Regions from separate parts of the Macaca mulatta genome. Here region 2 is linked to region 1. Evidence: chromatin contacts called from public Hi-C data. All regions are on one chromosome and are shown on one strand. Each heading gives the region's core, a stretch centred on a gene start, on an enhancer-like site or on the middle of the called end of the contact. The rest is flanking DNA. Distances are from core to core; before and after follow the strand shown. Region 1 holds the start of PI4K2B (phosphatidylinositol 4-kinase type 2 beta). Region 2 holds the start of ANAPC4 (anaphase promoting complex subunit 4).

Evidence for each region. A called contact is a pair of places that touch in the nucleus more often than the background predicts.
Region 2: a contact with region 1 is called in a Hi-C map of fetal cortex germinal zone, with 2.6 times the contacts expected there. The contact joins the promoter of ANAPC4 here to the promoter of PI4K2B in region 1. A contact is called at or near these places in 2 of 14 Hi-C or Micro-C datasets (CD4 T cells and fetal cortex germinal zone).

The regions. Positions count from the first base shown.
Region 1 is chr5:24,260,038-24,265,810 of T2T-MMU8v2.0, reverse strand. It overlaps PI4K2B (phosphatidylinositol 4-kinase type 2 beta), which reads right to left and starts at 2,477. Exons shown (of 10, transcript XM_078003217.1): 1 at 1,802-2,477.
Region 2 is chr5:24,392,112-24,397,884 of T2T-MMU8v2.0, reverse strand. ANAPC4 (anaphase promoting complex subunit 4) reads right to left here and starts at 2,217. Exons shown (of 29, transcript NM_001266920.1): 1 at 2,143-2,217; 2 at 1,931-2,069. The coding sequence starts at 2,059. LOC114678266 (a long non-coding RNA gene) reads left to right here and starts at 2,280. Exons shown (of 3, transcript XR_013417797.1): 1 at 2,280-2,398; 2 at 3,522-3,597.

The sequences.
Region 1 (5,773 bases), core at 1,228-3,727:
ATCTCTGCTCACTGCAACCTCCACCTCTCAGATTCAGCAGCGATTCTCCTGCCTCAGCCTCCCGAGTAGCTGGAATTACAAGCGCCCGCCACTATGCCTGGCTAATTTTTGTATTTTTAGTAGAGGTGGGGTTTCACCATGTTGGCCAGGCTGGTCTCAAACTCCTGACCTCAAATGATCCACCCACCTAGGCCTTCCAAAGTGCTGGGATTACAGGCGCGAGCCATGGCACCCGGCAGAGAATAAAAAATTTTTATTTATTTATTTACTTATTTATTTATTTATGTTTTGAGACAGAGTCTTGCTCTGTCTCAAGACAGAGCCAGGCTGGAGTGCAGTGGAGAATAAAATACTTTTTAAAAAAGATCTTAGCAAATTGTAAGCTGTGATATAAGTAAGATACTACCTTTAAAAAAGGTAGGAATTCTAAGAATCCATTTGCATTCTAACACTATATCCTCACTTTGACTTTTTGTTTTTGTTGATTTATTCTTAATAGAGATAGGGATCTCACTATGCTGCCCAGGTGGGTCTTGAACTTCCAGCCCCAAGCTATTCTCCTGCCTAGATCTCCCAAAAGGCTGGGATGGGATTACAGGACTGCCATCTCGTTGGCCTCTCGCTTTGATTTTTTTCTAGCCTTAATACTGTTTGTTTATAAAATACCTCACTTTCACAGAATAAGTGCATTTTGAAGGCTTTAGGCTCTTTTAAAAATCCAGGTACACAAGGTAGCTTACACAAGGTAAGGGGCGGAAAAAGGCAAGCTAGCTATTTTACAGATTAAATTCTAAGTAATATATGCCCAAATTGCCAATGTAGCTAGGCGAATGCAGGCCCGTTTGTGATCTGGTTCGAGCTTCACGTTATCTGGTTAAACGATAATGCATCCATCAGCAAACATTATAACGGGAGCAGACTTTGGTTAAAGCTTAAACCATCAGACAAACGGCTCCCCTTGGGCTTCTCTGATTTATTTACTCTAGAATATGCCTGAATGTAACTTCCAGCTATAACTTGAATGACCGATTCTATCCAAAATTCTTTAAACTGTAGAGGACACATTAGTGTACCACTAACAGTACATTTAAAATCTAACAACTCCAAAAAAACTAAGCAGTGTTAAAGAAACTTCCATTTTCTGTGGCTTTTAAGCTGTCATGTGTGAAGCAATAAACCAACGGGGTGCACAACATCTCATTTAATCCATCCTCACAACCAGCAGGGAGGTGTTACCATCGCCTTTTTACAAACAAATCTGTCTCACCTCTAGCTGAGAGTCTTACAAGTCTGCTATTTCCATTACATTAGTCTAACTCCACTCAACACGCCAGAAAAATCTCACTTTATTAACAAATATCCAGGCCTGCACAGCATACCTAAATTTAACTAACGTTCAACATCGTTTCAATTGCCCTGTTTCACCTGAGGGTATCAGTCCACTTAATAGCGAAAAGAGGTTTTTCGTTTCGTTTTCTTACGTATTAGAAGTAAATCAAGAAAGAGAAACTAAACTGTAAGAGGGCAGGAACAGACTTTCAACTGCTTTTTGCCCCCTGTGGCTAACGTCACAATAACAACATTTAATGGAAAAAGGTTTTAAAACGTGCCCCAGTGGCAACTGGATATTCTGGTTGTCCATCTCTCTCCTGTCATCCACTTCGCAAATTCACCACTCCAGGAACTTTCCTGAGAGTTCAAGGTTCTTAATTCAAAGTCAAGTCCAAACTTGAGCAAGGACTGACGTCATTTTACAGCGTTAACCTCTCCCCAGTGTCTGATTCTAGAAGTTTAGACTCACTTTGCGGGGAGGTCTAAAGAATCGGTTTAATGACAGCCACTGGCCTTCGGAGAGCAAGTTCCCCGAGACAGAGCGAGCAGGCGAAGCGCACGCGGTGCGTCTGCGGCTGGCCCCGGTCCGAACTTGGGAGCCGCTGCCCAGCGATCGGGGAAAGCCCGTCCACCTCGGCTAGCGCGCGCGGGAGACAGGACAGAGCCGGGCGACAAGCGCAGCCGCCTGGAGGGGCGCGGGGAGTAGGGCAGGGCCGGGTCGCACCTGAAACCGCGGGGCGGCTCCGGTCCAGGTCGGCGGGCGAACTCCGGGAGACCCCCACGTTCCCGGGCGGGAGCGGCAGCTCCTCGTCGCCGGCCGCGCCCTCCTCCCCGGCGGCGTCCAGCAGCCTCACGGCGCTGCCTGGGGCGCCTCTCCGCGGGTGGGCCCAGGCGATCCGCGATAGCAGCGGCTCCCGCTCCCCATCCTCCTCCTCCTCCGGGCTCCCGCTGTCCGCGGACGCCAGCCGGTCGGGCTCGGAGGGATCCTCCATGGACTCCCTCTGCTCCCTCCGCGCTGAGACCAGATCACAGCAGCCAGGTGCCCGAGACTGGGCTCTGCATGGCGGGGAACGGGAGCAACCGGGTGGAACGGACGCCACCTCACCAGCGCACGGGCCCGCTTGGCGCCCGCTTGGCGCCCGCCCAGCGGTTGCCCCGCCCCGCCGCCGGCCTCGCCCCATTTCGCGCCTCCGCCGGGCGCCTCCCCCGCGCCTGCGCAGAAGGGCCGTGGCAGGCGGCGGCGGCGGCGGCGGCGGCGGCGGCGCGCGTGGGAGTGAACAGAGGGCGGGGCTTTTGAGGGGGCAGGTGGGGCGGGGCCGCCACCTGCCTCCGTGAGTGCGGAGAGAAGCTGGGCACAGCTCGCTTTACTCCCAGTGGAGGGCGGGAAGCTGAGTAGTTTCCAAAGAGGTTCCCTCTTGCAACCAAAATCGGCCCCTCCGCGACAGAATTCTCTCTTAGAGTTTACCATAATCTATAACAATAGATTTAATTGTGCGACATTTCTTTCCTCCACTGGACGTCCAGGAGGGTTTGTATGTTCTTTTTTTTTTCTTACTAATCTAGGTAGAAATTTATCAATTTTTAAATCTTTTCAGAATATCATGTTTTGGTTCCATTGATTTTCTGTTTTCTAGTCCGTTGCCTTATTTTGCTCTTTATTCCTCACTTGAAGTTTGATTTCCTCTTCTTTTTCTAGTTACTTAGAGTAGAAGATTATTGATTCTAAATCTATCTGCTTTTCCAATGCAAGGATTTAAGGCTATAAATTGCCCTCTAAGCACTGCTTTAGCTGCATTCTCCGTTTTTTGTTGTTGTTGTTGTTGTTGAGACGGTCTCGCTGTGTTATCCAGGCTGGAGTGCAGTGACACAATCATAGCTCACTGCAGCCTCAACCTCCTGAACTCAAGGGATCCTCCCACCTTTAAACTGTAGAAGACACAGTAGCTGGAACTGCAGGCGTGCATGATCACACCCTGTTAATTTTTAAATTTAAATTTTTTGTAGAGATGGGGTCTCACTGTTGCCCAGGTTGGTCTTGAGCTCCTGGTCTCAAGTAGTTGTCCTGCTTCAGCATCCCAAAATTCTGGGATTACAAGCATAAGCCACCTTGCCTGGCCTGCTACTGTGCTTTCATTTTCCTTCAGCAGAAAATAGTTTTTAACTTCCTTTATGATTTCCTCTTTGACCCTGTAAAGGAAAATAAAAATCTCAGAACCATCCCCCACCCTCAACTTGTTATGTCAGGGGGAGATTTAAGCCTGGAGACTGAAGTCACCCAGCACTACAATCCTTTTCCCAAATGGATAGCGGTTACTTCCCATCATTGTATTAAAACTTTATACGTTAGCCAGACCCTCCTCAAAATGCAAAACAAGCCTTATGTATCTCAGTCTCAGGATGACTGTCCTCAACAAATTAATAATAGTGAATTCTTTACCGGCCATTAAACCTTTCAAGATGTATATCCTTCCATAAAACAAGGACATGTCAATTGTATAACTTTAAGTCTGCAACCTAAATCAAACGGGTACAATTAAAGTCTGTTAAATTTCACATGGATGATTTCAATTACAAGTTTATCTTCCCAGATGCAGAACAAGGATAAGATCAATCATTCCTTCACCTGAGATATCTGCATAATTAACTTCCTTCACTCCATTTTCTTTGAATGTTCACCTTAAGCATAGCATAGAGTTACTGGGCACTACTTAAAGTCTAGCAAAAATGTAACCATTTGCCTCACCACCTACAACCCTCTTCCTTGATGCCTTCTCCACTTTAAAGAAAGAATAGCTGGAATTACAGGTGCCTGCCACCATACCTGGCTAATTTTTGTATTTTTTAGTAGAGATAGGGTTTCACCACATTGGCCAGGCTGGTCTCGAACTCCTGACCTCAGGTGATCCACCCACCTCGGCCTCCCAAAGTGCTGGGATTACAGGTGTGAGGTACTGCACCCGGCCTGTAGCTGCCTTTTAATTGCAGTTTTGGGTCCATTTACATTTAATGTAATAATGATGTGGTTGAATTTAGATCTATTATTTTGCAATTTGTGTCTTATTTGCTTTAACCTTTTCGGTTCCTCTGTTCCTCCTTTCCTGCTTTCATTTGGATTAAATTCTGATTATTTCATTTTCATTCCATCATTGGCTTTCTGTTATATTTCTTTTTTTTTTTTTTTTTTTTTTTTTTTTTTCGTTTTTTGAGATGGAGCTTAACTCTTGTAGCCCAGGTTGGAGTGCAGTGGCGAGATCTTGACTCACTGCAACCTCCGCCTCCTGGGTGCAAGCTATTCTCCTTACCTCAGCCTTCTGAGTAACTGGGACTACAGGCATGTGCCACCATGCCCGGCTAATTTTTGTATTTTTAGTAGAGACAGGGTTTCACCATGTTGACCAAGATGTTCTTGATCTCCTGACCTTGTGATCCACTGGCCTTGGCCTCCCAAAGTTCTAGGATTACAAGCATGAGCCACCACGCCCAGCCTCTGTTATACTTCTTTACATTAATTTTCAGTGCTTTACATTAATTTTCAGTGCTTACACTGGGGTTTTCAATATGCATCCTTAAAATATCTCAATGTACTAAGAGCCGATATTGTACTATTTGACATAAGCGGTAAGAACTTAGCAAAAGTGTCATCCCATTTATGCCCCATCCTTTATGTTATTGCTGTCATGTATACTAAGCCTATATATTTAAATACAGTGAATAATTTTTGCCTTAATTGCTTTTTTAGAGAAATTACCCACATAGTTACAACTTCCGGTATTCTTCCTTCCCTTTTGTAGATCAGAGTTTCTATCTAGTATCATTTCCCTTTCCTCTGAAGAATTAAAAACAAATTCTTGTAATGCAGATTTGCTAGTTAATATGGCTTGGCTATGTCTCCACCCAAATCTCATCTTCAATTCCCACTATAATCCCAGGCCTTTGGGAGGCCAAGGCCAGAGGATTGCTGGAAGCCAAGAGTTTTAAAGACCAGCCTGGGCAACATAGTGAGACCCCATCTCTACAAAAAAACCCAAAATTTAAAAATTAGCTGGGCATGGTGTCACATACCTGTAGTCCTAGCTTATGGAGAGACTGAGGTGGGAGGCTTGAGCCCAGGAGTTAGAGGTTACAGTTAACTATGATCATGCCACTGCACTCCAGCCTGGGCAAGAGTGAGACCCTGTCTCTAGAAGAAAAAAAAAAGGTTAATTGGAAAAGCCAAGTTTCATTATCAAATCCATCAGCCAAAGAAGACTTTTTCCAATTCACATAAACATGTTAAAATATATTATTGTATCAACATCTCGGTTTTAAATTCTAAGGATCTACCACCTTCAGTATGCCTTACTGATACTTTCTTCACTTGGTTCTCATGGGGTACTCTGCTAGGAGTGCAATCTTTGATAATAGTCAGGATTTAGAAGAGGCAAGCTCTTTAAATGAAACT
Region 2 (5,773 bases), core at 968-3,467, 130 kb before region 1:
ATCCCACAGCCCTTAGTACTGCTACTCTTGGGCAGGAGATGAAGTAGGTGTCTTCCTTGATGCCTGATGCCATTTCTTCTCTTCTTGAAAATCTCCTAACTTTGAATCACATGTAATCACACCATACGACCGCTATCCCTCTAATTGCAGTCCTCTACAGACCCCTAGGCCATTCCCCTCATTCCTCGAAAATCTGGATACCTGGCTCCCTTATGCTTTCAGCAACACACTCATCCTCATTTTTGGTGATTTCAAGAGCTATGATGCCCTAGCTCTCAATTGCCTCTCCTCCAGTGATCACATCTTCTACTGCACTCAGCCACTCTCAGGGTCATACCCCTGGCCTGGTCATTACCAGCAACTGCAGGGCCACCAAAATCTCCATTTCACACTTCCCACTTTCCATCCACCGCCCCTCTTTACAGCTCATCTCTACAATACTCAACTCCAATTCTTTGACCTCACCAGGATACAGTCTATTGATTCTACCACCTATTTACTGTCCCTCTCCCCTGCCTTCGCTTCCCTCCTTCATCAAGTTAGAACCCAAAGTTCAGAAACACAATCACTCCCCTTGCACATAACTTCAACTCTCTTTCATCTTTCTCTTGCTTTGTCATACTTGCAAAACAACAATCCTGGTTAAACCCAACGATGCCTGCACCCACACAGCCAAACAGAACGGAGAGAGACACATACAACCTCATTCAACCAGTGTCTCTCAAATAACAACACCGATCTTGTGTGGCTCGTAACACTGACAGGCAATCCTATTAGGCTTCCTAAGTCCACCTGCCTTGTTAGCTTTTTCATACCTCTTCTTTCTCAAACTTCCAATATATTCTTCTCCATCTTCACCCATAGACAATACCCTTGCTTCTTCCTTCACTGAGAAAATGGATATAATAGTGCCCTCTATCACACCTACCCATCTGATTGCACGGATGTGCCTCCTGTCTACCTTCCCTCCTACTTCTGTGGCTGTATCACCTGCTGCTCTCTAGAGCCACAACAGAGTTTCAAAGCATCCCGGCAGTGGAGGGAGACTAGATTTCATGGAGGGCCCTGAAAAATGAGACATCAATACCCCGGCGACTGGATCATGGCAGATAACATGGTGCTGTAGTCTGCAGGGTGCTACGATTTCCTTATCACCTAGTTTCCAAATTTGACTCTATACAACTCTCACCTGGCCAGATAACTCTCAAGCCAGAGGCGGAAAGATGCACAGGTGAAGGTTTCCTTACAAAATGGCTGGCAGGTAGTAACTCTCAGCAGAAAGTTGGGTACAACTGGCTTATACTCGATGAAATTTAATGTGAACAAGACATGGTGATAACATTCATGCACGTTCTCTCTGGAATCCAATGCATCCCTTCCTTGTCCAATTTAAAGGTATTTTTAGTGGTGGTTATCCAACCCGTAGTATAAAACGTGGACAAGAGAAGCCAGATTCTTAAATATATCCTCTGTGGCAGCTACATGCATGCACTTCTGCAGCTGAAGTTTGATAATAACTCTTCCTTCTGCCATTAAAACTGTAAGCAAACTTAGGGCAGGGTCCCTGGATCTACCACTATGTCTAGCTCATGAGTGGCACATCGTGCGCTTTTTTAAAAGTTCATTTAATTAATAAACCAATGACTGAAGACGACTTGGGGAAGCAGGATTGCGTGACGGTGTTAAGCTGTGTGAAAAATGTTACTTTAGCCATGAAAGTACCGAAAATAGCACAGACATCACCTTTCGCATACATACTTAAAGTTTGCTGCCGTCCTGGGAGGCAAGGGTAGCAGGTGGCCCACCATGTCTGCAGAAGGGGAAACTGAGACTACGGCCGCCTATGGCCCGAAAGAACAGGCTCGGGCTCGGTGTTCTTGGGACCCCGGGAGCAGACCCAACACACGCGGGCTCCCGCCGGCTCACTCACCTCGCCCGCTGTGTTGGCCAAAGCAATGAGATCCCGCTTGGGCGACCAGACCAGGAAAATAATCTCCTGCGGGAGCTGCTTCTCTCCCACCACCCGGAAGGACGGGAAACAGGTCGGAAAACGCAACATGGGGACGGCCCTGCAACGACACCCCAGTAAGAGGCCGGCAGAAGCTCCCGGCCCTCCACGAGGAGCCCCGACCGCGGCTGTACCTGAAAGAGTCCCCACCGGTGACTAACACAGCCCCAGCGACCTCACCCCTCCCTCTGCCGGCCGGGCGCCACAGCTTCCAGACCGCCCCGCCTCGCCGCTGTCGCGCGCTCCAGGCACTTCCGGCGTCGAGACTGCCTCGCGAGAGGAGGAGGCGGGGCGGGGCGCGCACCGGGCTTGGCGGGGCTGAGAGCCAGACCCGGCGGACGGGGACCGGGCGCTGTGGGCGAGGCAGGGAGCAGCGAGGGGCGGAGCGAGGTGGGGATAGGATGGGGCCCGTGGGCGGGGCAGGGAGCAGCGAGGGGCGGAGCGAGGGAGGGTGGGGCACGTGGGCGGGGCAGGGAAGCCCGAGTGCCGCGGAGAGGGAGGGAGCGGAGCCCCAGACCCAGGTGCGGGTGGGATCGCTGGGCGCGGGGACCCAGAAGGGCCCGAGAAGGGCGGGGCGGGCCCCTGGGGCCGCACGCGGGGCTTTTGGGAACGCGTTTGTGCACGTGTGTGGGCATGCTTGCATAGGTTTCCCGTTTTCCCGGAAATTCGCTGCTGTGGACGACGGGACGTTAGGGGTTTATGGGGAGGCTTCAGCAACAACGGGGAGATGATAAAGAATATGAACTTTAGGTCCTGATCAGCTGGAGCCTCCTCTGACAGTTACTAAGCAAGTAGTTCTCATGTCATTCCTGGTGGGTCAGTATAGAATTTTAAAAGTCCCCCTCTCCAAGCAGCACCCCAAACCAATTAGAAGAAAATTAACCCTGGATGGGCCCAGTATTTACTAAAACTCTTCGGGTGATTCCAGTTTGAAGAGAGAAGAGGCGCCTGCCTAAAACCTCCCTAACAGGAAAATAATACTGTGACACCTCATCCCATTTAACCCTCAAAACATATTGATAGTTGCAGACCCATCATAACGAAGAGAGTGTAGGCTCATACACGATTTCTTCTTGGCATTTACTATGTGGGGGAACTGAGGCTACACGAATGCATGGGACAGGAACTCTGCCCAGAGGCTCACGGGTCAGCCTGGCAGACTTGTACATCAGAATTCATCTGATGTTGCTTTATGTAGGACACATTTAAATGAGTCAACATGTTCACAGTTCCCACAGCTATGACCTCCCTAAGAGAATGTGACAGTGTCATCCTAGGGTTCTTAAACCCTCTGGTAGAAAGTCTACTTTTCACTACCTTTGACTTGTTCAAAGAAGAAAGAGACCGCAGGACCTTTAACTTTGAACAGGCCCCATCTTCTAGACCTTTGTCTGGATCTAGCCCCTGGGAAGTAGATGACGGAGGGAGACTAATTCATTCAGCATCAAGTAACTATTTTGTGCCAAGTACTGTTCTTAGCCTTTGACTTTATACCTACCCTGTTTCCTTTCAGGGGCTTTGCAACCCTTGCCTTTGCCGCAGACAACTTAGCATGTGCCCCCAACTCTTCCAGAATCAACATTTCTAAGGTAAAAATGCATCCGCCTTTGTTTTTCACAAAACGCATTTTCAGGTGTTAATGTTTTGGGGCGGTTATAATGGATCACCTGGTGGGGGTCCAGTATCTATGCACTTGATATTCTAATGGAAATTGAGTGTCCATTTTCCTGGAATTTACCTGAATACAAACACCCACACAGCACGTGAAAATGACTGTTCCCAGAGGCATAAACACCGTACTGCAAAGGACTGAGTATAACCACCTGCACATTAAGTCTTCACGGAATATGAATTTCCTAAGCCTTACAGCAAAGGAAACAGCATAGCTGTGGAGTTCCAGGTGTGGGCAGGAAACAGCAGAGTTTGATGCTGCTATAGACCAGGGGTGTCCAATCTTTTGTCTTCCCACATTAGAAGAATTGTCTTGGGCCACACATAAAATACATTAACACTAATGACAGCTGATGAGCTAAAAAAAAAAAACTCATGTTTTAGGAAAGTTTATGAATTTGTGTTGGGCTGCATTCAAAGCCCTCCTGTGCCGCAGGCTGCGAGTTAGACAAGTTTGCTATAGACCCTCAGGTGTGTTGGTAGGCAGTAGGGGGCAGGAATTGTTCTTGGAAATGATCCAAAGTAGCCGTAAGGCAAGAAATATTAACACATCGTGTTTCCAGCCTTTTCTTCTTCCCACTGCCCCATAGAGATTTTAGCTTTACCTCCTCTGTTTTTTTTGCCTCCCCCATCCTTAGGAAAATACTGCTTTGTCAAACTGGCTCATTTGTGCATTGGTGACACAGAATAAAGAGAAAAAGGGAAGAAGGCTCAGGGATCAGGCATCAGTGCTTTTTAAGGAGGCAAGGGCAGGAGAAATAAATATTTGCTTACGTATGTTCATTATGAGGTTATTTACGAAAGTGAAAAAATGCAAACCACCTAGATGTCCCATCATAGATTTTTGAAAAATGTATCTATCCCGAAGAATACTATGCAGACATAAATCGATGTTCACAATATACTTATGAAAAAGCATGGGACATAAAACAGTATGTAATTAAAATTCCATTTTCTTGAGGGAAATTTGTGCATGTGTCTGTAAACCTACTTATGCAAGAACCTATCTTTGGAAGAGTAGACAGGGAAGTTATAAGAGGGGTTACCTCTGGGTGGTAGGATTAGAGATGCTTCTATTTTTCCTTGATTTACCTGGCTCATGTATTAACTGTAAAGTTAACAGGCAGCAACCTTTGTTTTCCTATTTTTGTTTGTTTGTTTGAGACGGACTCTTGCTCTTGTCGCCCAGGCTGGAGTGCAATGGCGTGATCTCGGCTCACTGCAACCTCTGCCTCCCAGGTTCAAGCGATTCTCCTGCCCCGAGTGGCTGGGATTACAGGCACCCGCCACCATGCCCAGCTAATTTTTTTGTATTTATAGTAGAGACGGGGGTTTCACCATGTTGGCCAGGCTGGTCTCGAACTACTGACCTCAGGTGATCCACTCCCCCCGACCCCCCTTAGCCTCCCAAAGTGCTGGGATTACAGGCGTGAGCCACCGCACCTGGCCTGTCTTCTTTAAGCATGTGGAATGTTTGGGGTGACTTCCTCTAGTGTTCTCCCACTCCTCCTCTCCACACTTGCAGATGAAGAAAGTGGCCCATCTATTCAGGCCTACCATCTTAGAGGTCACCAGGTTTCACCTCTTCTAGTATCCAGTGGTATCAAGCAGCTAAACCAGGGATCTTGTAACTAACTGTCCCGCCAAAGACAATTGAGATAAAACTCAGCCTCTCAGAGATCTGAGATCTTGTTGCTCAGTGTTGGTGCTATTTGCCTCATCTTGCTGAGTTAACATTTATACTATTGCCTGAAATCAAATAGCAGAGATCTTATCTTTACTTTATTGCAATGACCTTCTTAGCTGACCCTCAAGTAATTTCAACCCAGGTCCTCATGGTCCAATTAAAATCACATCAAATAAGTAAAACTGGATTTTCCTTTAGATTTTCTGGAAGCTGTCCTACCTAGACAGCTCGAAGTGTACCTGCTTCTTACATAGCATAGTTAGGGTGCGAGGCATAAAGCAGGATATTAAATGGCATTTCCATTCACTCAGTTGTATTTATGAGCACCTACTACCTAGAGGGGGAAGATATGTGTTAGCTTGGCTGCCTGCTTCCCATTAACTGAGGTCACAGGTGATGCGGCTGGT